2 separate regions of the Rattus norvegicus genome follow, and region 2 is linked to region 1. Evidence: chromatin contacts called from public Hi-C data. All regions are on one chromosome and are shown on one strand. The core of a region is the stretch at or near the end of the contact, and the rest is flanking DNA. Distances in the headings are between cores, read along the strand shown.

Region 1 (4,602 bases), core at 732-3,231:
CCACCAGTTATCCTCTGACATCCTCATGGTACTTAGGGTCTCCCTGCCCCACAGAAGAACTTGGTTATCTTCGTGAGTGGTGAGCCCCCCATCACTGGACCTGTTCACTTTAGGACCAGCTATTTCAAGAAAGCTATGAAGGGGGTGGCGGGTGAACAAGATTTTATCCAAGCCCAAATGCTACTATGCACTTGACTTCCAATGAAGAACATGGTTACAAGAGACAGCATTCATATTTTATTTAAACAAAGCATGTATTAGAAAACTGTCATCACAGAGATGTATGTCTTCTGCTTCACTGGCCTTGACTAAGCCTTTTTCTTGCAAACACCTGCTGGGGCTGTATGTATAGCTGGATGGAGCCCTTCACTGGTTCTAGACCACGCACCACAAGCATCACAGGGAAAATAATTCGTGTACCTCTGAGGTAAATTCTACAAAACCAAGAGCATTCAGACACATGCTTTGGATCACAAGGAGACTGCCCTGAGAATATTAAGGCAGCTCCCTTGGTTGCCACCCAGCTGCTGGGTATCTGCGGTCCAGCACTGTGACAAGGTAGGAAGAGTCTATTGGAGATGCTAACAAATCCTAGCCTGATACGTTATAGTTTTTAAGGCAATTTCATTAGCTTTGGCTTGTTTGAGCCTGGCATCACCGACCCATGTTTTACAGATGGGGGCCACAAGTAGAAAGAATGTTGTCTGAGGCCATACAGCTGACCGGAAGCTAAGCCTTCTAGCCAGCACAAACCCCAGCTCAGAATCAGTCTTTCTGTTTTAGACCCAAATCAGATCCTCTCAAACAATTCCATCCCCTATCCTAAAGGTTATACAACCTCATTTCAGGGACCAGTGAAGGTAAATCTAAAAGCAGGTTTGACCCGGGGAAAACTGAGGCAAGTAACACTGAGAGGGAGAGAGCTGTCACATCTACAACACAGCCTACTAGGCAGTGTAGATCCTGACCGCAACACTGATCCTATTGTCTTGGGGCAGTCTTCTGACTCACGAGTACCAAGTCTGCCATGTGTACAATGGGATCGCTTCCCACCTTTGAGGGATCAACTGTGTGAAGTGCATGACTCCAATGCCTGGTAAGAGGTGCCTGGCTGGGCCCCTCCTGCAGTGGTGTGTGGGAAAAGCTCTGGTCTTGTGAATGAAGGACCTACTATGTCCCGTCAAATTGCCCTAATGATCACTCAGCGTCTAGAAGGAAAGCACACAGATGTCCTTAGAAAGCAACTGGAATGACAGGTCCTGTTTGTTTGTTTGTTTGTTTTTGAGGGGGTGGGGTGGAGGGATTTGTAGGCCTGATTGGTTTTTTTTTTTTTCGGGTGTGGAGGGAACTTCTTGGGGCAGATAAGCCTGAAGACTGAGACAGGCAGAGAGCCGGTTTTCCTATTTATGGTGGGAAGCACAATGGTTCAAAGGTGCACCTGCAAACTAGCTTCCGACCGGAGCATGTCTGAAAAGATTGACATGAGCAAAGGCAGGGTAGAAAAGCCAGAAAGACTACTAAAAGGGCCAAGGTAAAGTGCTGCCAGTGCTGTTTTTGTAGCTCTTTGAGAGCCTCCCTTTAGTTCCCAAGAGGCCAGGCTAAGTTTCAGGATGCTTTAGTGTAGAAGATGAAGAGGGGTGAGGATGCAGACCCAGACCAGAACCCTGTCAGGTGCTCTGGATGGAGGTGACCTGGACAAGCTCAAGTGGCTGGAGAGCAGCTGGCTCAAATGGAAACAGTTCAGGAACTACTTGCCTCCTGCAAGGCACTGTAAGTATTCACTGATACTGCGTGCCTACTGTGTGTCAGGAGGTTCTAGGCGCTGCACGATAGTGTCCTAGATACAGGCAGCAGGGTGTCCCTTTCAGGAACTTGCATTATAAAAACATCGTGGGGGAAGAGGGGGAGGGCACAGGGGACAGCAGGAGACTAGCCTAGGAAAGGAAGCACATTCTCTCTTAGGGTAACCGGGGAATGCTGATAGTCCCCTCCCAGAGGCGCAGGGCTGGGTAGAGCGGCTCCTGGAAGACAGCATAGAAGGTATGCAAGTGGCTCATGCCACCCGCCACGTCGTAGAAGGTCAGAATGCCGGCCTCGTAGTCCAGGAAGACGCCGAGCCGGTGAGGGTCGCGGCGGAGCCGCAGACGGCTTCGCTGGCAGTCGTGGAAGGCCCAGTACTCCATGTCGTAACGCTTCACGCACCACGACTCGCGGTTGCAGCCTAGGCGGGCAGCCGTGGAGGTTCCGCGGCGCCGCAGCGACGGGTAGGCCGCGCCCACCCACCAGCCCACGCCTGCCTCCTGCACGTCCACCTCCCAGTAGTGGCGTCCCGCTGCGAAGCCGTCGCGGCCCAGCACCTGACGCAGCGAGTCGAATCGCGGAGCGGGACGCGGCCCCAGGCGGCCCAGCAGCGAGCAGCGTACAGTCAGCCCGTCGGTCGACAGGCGCAGGCGCGCGTGCATCGTGTCCGGGTCCAGCGTTGGCGTGCGCGCGTCTGCAGAGGGGTGGGGAGAAGTGGTCAGAAAACTTGGGCGGAGCCACATGGGGTCCTCCTACCTCGGACTGAGCATGCGTCTGCAGAGGGGCGGGGAAAAGCAGGTTTATGGGCGGGGCCGAAGTGGGCCCAGCTCACCTTCCATTCGCTGGTCCCAGCCCGAGTCAAAACGCTCGGTAGGGACCAAAATGCTGTTGGGTAGGGTGAGAGGGAAACAGGTTTATTACGTGCTCTATGCGGCTTGAGTTTGGATCGTGGAATTTATTGCTAATTAAAAAAAGAAAAGAAATCTTACTGCCGAGGAAGGTGGAGTACACCTTTAATCCCACCAGTCAGGTGACAGAGGCAGAGGTTCTGTGAGTTGGAGACCAACTTCCTGAGTTCTACATAGTAGAATGTTGCAGAACAGGCAGGGATACATAAAGAGACCCAGTCTCAAAAACAGAAAGATAGAAAATCTTAAACTATTTGGACTTGGTTGCATGTCCTCTGCCCTTTTTAATCCCTTAATTTTGAGGCTTATACTTCCTCCCAATATTGGTATCATGCCATGCATGCTTTTAGGCAACCTACTTTTTAAAGCTTAATGGCATATTCACGAAACATGCTTGAATCATATCAAACATATTTCAGTGGTGATACTAGTTTGTGTATGTGTTTAAATGATTTTATGGGCGTGAGTAGTTCTTTATGCGCATCTCAGTGTAATGTGCAGTGCTAGCAGTGGCCAGAAGGCGGCAATAGGCGCCCTGCAGCCGGAGTTACAGCTGGTTGTGAGCCTCGGTTTGGATAAGAGCAGCAGCTGGAGAGATGGCTCAGTGGTTAAGAGCACAGACTGTTCTTCCAGAGGTCCTGAGTTCAATTCCCAGCAACCACATGGTGGCTCACAACCATCTGTAAAGAGAACCGATGCCCTCTTCTGGTGTCTGAAGACAGCTACAGTGTACTTATATATAATAAATGAAAAAATCTTTAAAAAAAAATGGATAAGAGCAGCAAATGCTCTTCAACCACAGGACCATCTCTCCAGTCTCTGAGGCTAGAGGTTTTTCTAAGCTAAAGACTTAGAAATTAAAACAGTTGCCATCCTTTTGGTGTAGTAAATATGGGAACACGAAGAAGGCTTCTAGAACTTTTCAGTTTGTTGGTTGGAAGGAGGAGAAGGAACGTTTACTTCCCCTTTGTTTGGTGTGCTTCTCTTCAAATGCATTTTATTTTCCAAACGTTTCTTTTTTTAAAATGTGTGCTTAATGGTACCGCTTTGAGAAATTACTCCTAAAGATATGCAGCAAATAAGGCATAGTTATACACTCATTCACTAATTTTTTTTCTTTTTTTCCGGAGGTGGGGACCGAACCCAGGGCTTTGCGGTTGCTAGGCAAGCGCTCTACCACTGAGCTAAATCCCCAACCCCCTCATTCACTAATTTAACAAATGGAACAGTAGTGGTGGCTTAGAGATAGGCACCGCTCAAGTAAGATTGAAACTCACTTGGGCTACCTTAATGGTACTGCTTTGAGAAATTACTCTTAAAGATATGCAGCAAATAAGGCATAGTTATACACTCATTCACTAATTTAACAAATGGGACAGTAGTGGTGCCTTGAGCTAGGCACCGCTCAAGTAAGATTGAAACTCACTTGGGCTACTGTAGACCAATCTGGCTTAAAACTCTGAGATCTGCCTGCCTCTGCCTCCTGAGTGCTGGGATTAAAGACTTGTGCCACCACTGCTTGGTGACACTATTTTTAAATCTCTGAAAGAGCAATCTGTGGAAACATTGACTAAAGTTAACTTTGGGTAAAATAGCTGGGTTTTTTTTTATTTTAATTTTTGATTTTCTTCACAATTCAAGCACTACATATATAACTTTCCTTGTCTTCCTCTCTTTATCTCTCCTCTCTCTCTCTTTCTCTCTCTCTATCCCTCTCTTGTGCACGTGTATGCACGCTTGTGACGCTAGGAATTAAACCCAGATATGCCTCACTCACACCAGTTCTATCACTGAACACGCCCCCACTCTCTGCTCCTGTAACTTTTTAGGGGATCAAATAGAGATGATTCACAATTTCCCAGCAAATGAAAACAGATTATAAGACAATATGTAT
Region 2 (4,602 bases), core at 701-3,200, 90 kb after region 1:
CTCACTATATAGCCGGGCTGGCCTAGAACCTGCAATCCTCTGGCCTCAGTCTGCAGGTGCTGGGATTACAGGTGTGCACCACCCCAGCCTGCACTGCAGAGCCCTTTCAGAGCCGGGTGTTTATGCGTCTTTGGGCTCTTTATGGATTAGATTCAGGACTTCCGTTTTCTTCTGAGGTTCATGACTTTTAGAACAGGACTGTTTCTCACAAACAAGGAGCACCCTTTCTCCTTTCTCAGCCAATCGGGAATGAACCGCTCCTCCCTCTGGCTCTACTGTACATGTTTGCACAAACTCTCCTGGCTCTGAGCTGAGTGCAAAAAGAGAAAAACAGCCGCAGGTCTCCTGAGACAGAGGAGGCTCTTGGAGCAGGGGGAGGGGACCTGTAGAGGTCACTGGGTTCAAGAACAGACAATGTCCTGTGTGTCAACTACCACTCTGTCAGTGACCAGGGGAGGCATATGTAATTGATCATGGAACTTTTTGCTGTTGAACCTGGACACTACCCCAGAAATTCCTTCAAGGTCTCTAGCAGGTTTTTCTTATGGGTTAACTCTGGTCAAGGAAAACGTCTTAATGCACAGATGGGGACACTGGAACTCAGAAGGCAAAAGTGGCTATCACTTACGACCATCTTGGCAGAGCAGAGGGGACCCAATCCCGGATGCACAAGTTTAGCCTGCTGCTGTCTATCCTAGCCCACCTTTTCTCACAAAGCCCAGGATGTCCTCAGATCAGGAACTCCAGTCTGTATTGTTTTAGACTTCTGCAAACAGATGGTCAGTTACTGGAGGCTAGTCTCTACTGAAGCTTACCACTACTGGGCGGGGTGGGCTAAATGGGGCGCCATCTGAACAGGCCTGCAAAGGCATGTACATAGAGGGGCAAGAACTGCATTTAGTGAACTCGAATTATTTTCATAGGGAAATGGACTTTAAATGCTTGCTCTGAGCTGGCAACACACATCTCCACATTGTCTGTCTCAGGAAAAGGCTGCATTTTGTTGCCTTAGGTGAACTGTTTATTCTGCATGCAGTTCTAAGTTTGACCACTAGATGGTGACACAACCAGCCATACGGGGCTTGCAGTTGTAAAAACACTACCTCTCTTGAGATCCAGGCATGCTCTGGTATATGCATAGCTTTCTATTTAAAGCAATAGTATAAATATTTGTGTGGATACCAATTACGTGGGCTTGCATATCAATCTAAGCCAAGGCATTCTCGAGAGAGACACTGAGAGGCACCTGCTCCTTTTAGCTTCACGTGTCCCCTGTGGCCTTCTTGTTGGCATTGTTTCCCTCTCCACTGGGCATTCTACTCCTGAGTCTGACTTTAAGGCCCTCCTACCACGACAGCTTCCCCCGTCCCTTAGTCACTGGCCAACCTCTGGAGTTCAGAGCCCCTGTGCAGCTAAGGCCCCCCTGGCCTCCATAAAGGACACATTAGATCAGAAAAGCTTTGGGGTGGCCCAGCATCCCCTCTGGCCAAGCTCCCACTTGGAGGGTGGGTTGTAGAAAGGACTGGGGCATGGGCCAATCCAGGGCCAGAGGCTGCTGGGCTGCCACGCATAGTGAAATTCTAGAACTCTCAGATCTCAGCTGGAAGATGGAGTGTCCATCTCCACCTGCAGGGTCAGAGCTTAAAACTCACCACTGACCTAATTGCAGAGCTTCTCTGGTCCCTCACAGATTCTGCTTTCATTTTTTGGAGAGTTCTGGAAATTTTTTTTTTGGTCTGGGAGCTGGGGACCGAACCCAGGGCCTTGCGCTTCCTAGGCAAGCGCTCTACCACTGAGCTAAATCCCCAACCCTGTTCTGGGAAATTTTAAACCCAGGGCCTTGCGCACATTGGGCAAGCATCCCATCACTAAGACACACCCTCGGGTTTCTTTCTTTTTCCTTTTTTGAGGCAAGGTAGTCACTAAGTCATGCAAGCTGTCCTTGAACTCTACTATAGTCCAGACAGAAAGGTCTTGAACTTGTGATTTTTTTCTTGAGTAGCTAGATTATAGGTCTCTGTCATCAGACCCATCTAAACGCCTTCTACTCTCTATTTCTGGTCAAGAATTCATTAGCATTTACTGCTTTACTTGTTCTATTTTTTTAAATAAAAAAAGAATCACTTAGTATTTTTATGTGTATCCGTATGTGTTCTTACATGAGTTTTTTGTGCACTGTGTTTATACGCATGTGTCCATGAAGGCCGGAAGTGGGCGTCAGAGCCCCAAGAGCTGGAGTTATGGGTGGTTTCAGGTCACCATGTGGCTGCTGGGAACCAAGTCCTAGTCCTCTGGAGGAGCAGCAAGTGCCATCAAACTGTGCTGGTGTTTTATCAACTGGGCACAGCTATAGCCATTTGGGGAAAAGGACTTTCAAATGGGAAAAAAAACCATCCAAGACTGGCCAACAGGCAAGCCTGTGAAGGCTTTCTCTTCATTAGCATTTGCTATGGGAGGGCCTCGCCTGCTGTGGGCGTGGGGCCACTGCCTTCAGGGCAGGTGGTCCTGGGTGCTATAAGAGGGTAGGCAGGGTTGGGGATTTAGCTCAGTGGTAGAGCGCTTGCCTAACTCCGAAAAAAAGAAAAAAGAAAAAAAAAAAGAGGGTAGGCAGAGCAGCATGGGAGCGCACCAGCAAGCAGCACCCTTCCATGGCCTTTGTGACAGCTCCCACCTTGAGTTCCTGCCAGGACTTCCCTGGATGGCTGACTAGAGACCTGAAGATGGAATTAACCCTTTCCTCCCCAAGCTGCTTTTGGGCATGGTGTTTTACCACAACAACCGAAACCCTGAGATACCATCTCTCCAGGCCTCTTGAACTTTTTTTAAAAATTGCATTTATGTGTGAATACGTCTGCACGTGACAAGCGTGTGGAGACCAGAAGACAACTGTCGGAGCTGATTCTCCCCCCTGCCACGTGCATCCCATCCCATCTGGAGTTCGAGTCCAGATCACTAGGTGTGGCGGCCACCCCTTTACTCTCTGGGCCATCTTGCCAGCCTCTTCACAGCTATTCCCAAAGAAGATTCGCACATGTCCCTTCTGGAGTTTAAGGCATTTGGAAAGGACTGCACAGTCGTGCTGGGCTGGTAATGTGTGGGCAGGCTGTCTACAGATATCACTTGTCCCTCCCAGGCAGTTCAGCAATGCGTCCTGACAGTCTTGGGGTGGGGGAGGGGGGACGATGACCGAGATATGTGACTGCTGGGGGTTTATCTCACAAATCCCAGAAATTACACGCACATGCTCAATTTCATTCCCATTTGGGCTGGAAATAAGAATACAGAAAATCTCTGCCCTTGGGACCCATTGAAATATGATCGAGGACACTCCAAACGCTGATTCTGTGCTAAATAAATGTCTTGCATCACCTGTTCTGAAGGGAGAGTAGACAGCCTATGTAAAGTTTGCTTGAGGATGTGCGTGCTCGAATTAAATTGAGTCAGACTTGCTTTGGGAAATATCTGAGACTATGCATTCTATGGCAATAACTAGGGTACTCATGAGAGTCCCTCAGTACTGGAGGGGACAGCCACCTCTACCAACTGAGTAGTTCTATCCTCCGCGTGATCCCTCTACCTCTGCTGTTGACTGGAGTCAAACAGGAGTAACCCAGGCTGTACCACTCACACTCTGCTTTTGGAATTGCAGGCCTGGACATGAGGGGTTAAGGGAGGGCTAAAGTAGAGAGACTCGCTTCTGAGCTGACGGTGCTCCTGCAAACATGGTGAACATCCCTAAGACCCGCTGGACATTCTATAGGAAATGTGGGAAGCACCAACCCCACAAGGTGACACAGGACAAGAAGGGCAAGGGTTCTTTGTATGCCCAGGGAAAGCGACGTTATGACAGGAAACAGAGTGGCTATGGTGGGCACTCAAGGGCTGAGGTCAATGCTTAGTCAGCCCTGATGGAACCTACATGTCCGAAGAATGAGTGGGAGAGGCTGCCTTACTGAGAGATGTGCAGGGCGAAGACGTGAAGAGGGAGAGACCAGAGCCTGTGTGGCTGCAGAGGTGCCAAGGGCCTGCACCCCAGTCTGTCTCAGCCATTAACACAACCTCTCTGTCAGGGGAGAGGGGCAGGACTTTCTGGGTTCTTAGCTACAAAATAGAGCAGTGCTGGGAAGAAAAGGCTACATTCGCACCTCTGTGGGGCTCACCTGTTCAAGCCTTGGCAGTAGCCAATGGTGGGGTTCTGCCAGGAGAAGGCCAGGAGCACACGGCGGAGCTTGTCAGGGAAGCTGGAGGTAGGGCAGGTGAAGTGCTTGTTGGTGGGGAAGGTTCTGTTGAGGTCCAGCTCGATCTGACGAGCAGCAGGGTGCTCACATGCCCGGCCCCGGGCCAGAAGCTCCTGGTAGCAGCCTGAGGAGTGCAGGTGCTGGACACGGCGGTGGACCAGCCACCTCCAGACCCGTGGGCGGTGCTCTCGGGGCACACCTGCCCGTAGCAGCTGCTTGAGTTCAGCTGAGGGCATGAGCTCGGTCAGAGTAGCCCAGCGGTCCCGTAGTGGCCTCTCCACGGCCTCGAGGGCCAGCAGGTGGTGGGAGCGCACTTCCAAGGCCTGGATCTTGGCTAGTAGTTTCAGGTCTTCCACCTCGTAGT

What was found. A called contact is a pair of places that touch in the nucleus more often than the background predicts.
Region 2: a contact with region 1 is called in a Hi-C map of the Rat2 cell line, with 3 times the contacts expected there. The contact joins two enhancer-like sites. A contact is called at or near these places in 11 of 12 Hi-C or Micro-C datasets (the A7r5 cell line, the Rat2 cell line, Schwann cells and 6 more).

Annotation. Positions count from the first base shown.
Region 1 is chr5:65,595,935-65,600,536 of GRCr8, forward strand. It overlaps Trim14 (tripartite motif-containing 14), which reads right to left. Exons shown (of 6, transcript NM_001399174.1): 6 at 215-2,494. The coding sequence ends at 1,959. Among named protein-coding and RNA genes, the nearest start is that of Trim14, 22 kb to the right of the region's middle. Within about 2 kb of position 1,982, at least 88 of the 93 cell types and tissues checked have an H3K27ac peak or open chromatin away from gene starts, as enhancers often do.
Region 2 is chr5:65,686,226-65,690,827 of GRCr8, forward strand. Tbc1d2 (TBC1 domain family, member 2) reads right to left here. Exons shown (of 13, transcript NM_001399163.1): 9 at 4,161-4,602. Among named protein-coding and RNA genes, the nearest start is that of Coro2a, 34 kb to the left of the region's middle. Within about 2 kb of position 1,951, at least 8 of the 93 cell types and tissues checked have an H3K27ac peak or open chromatin away from gene starts, as enhancers often do.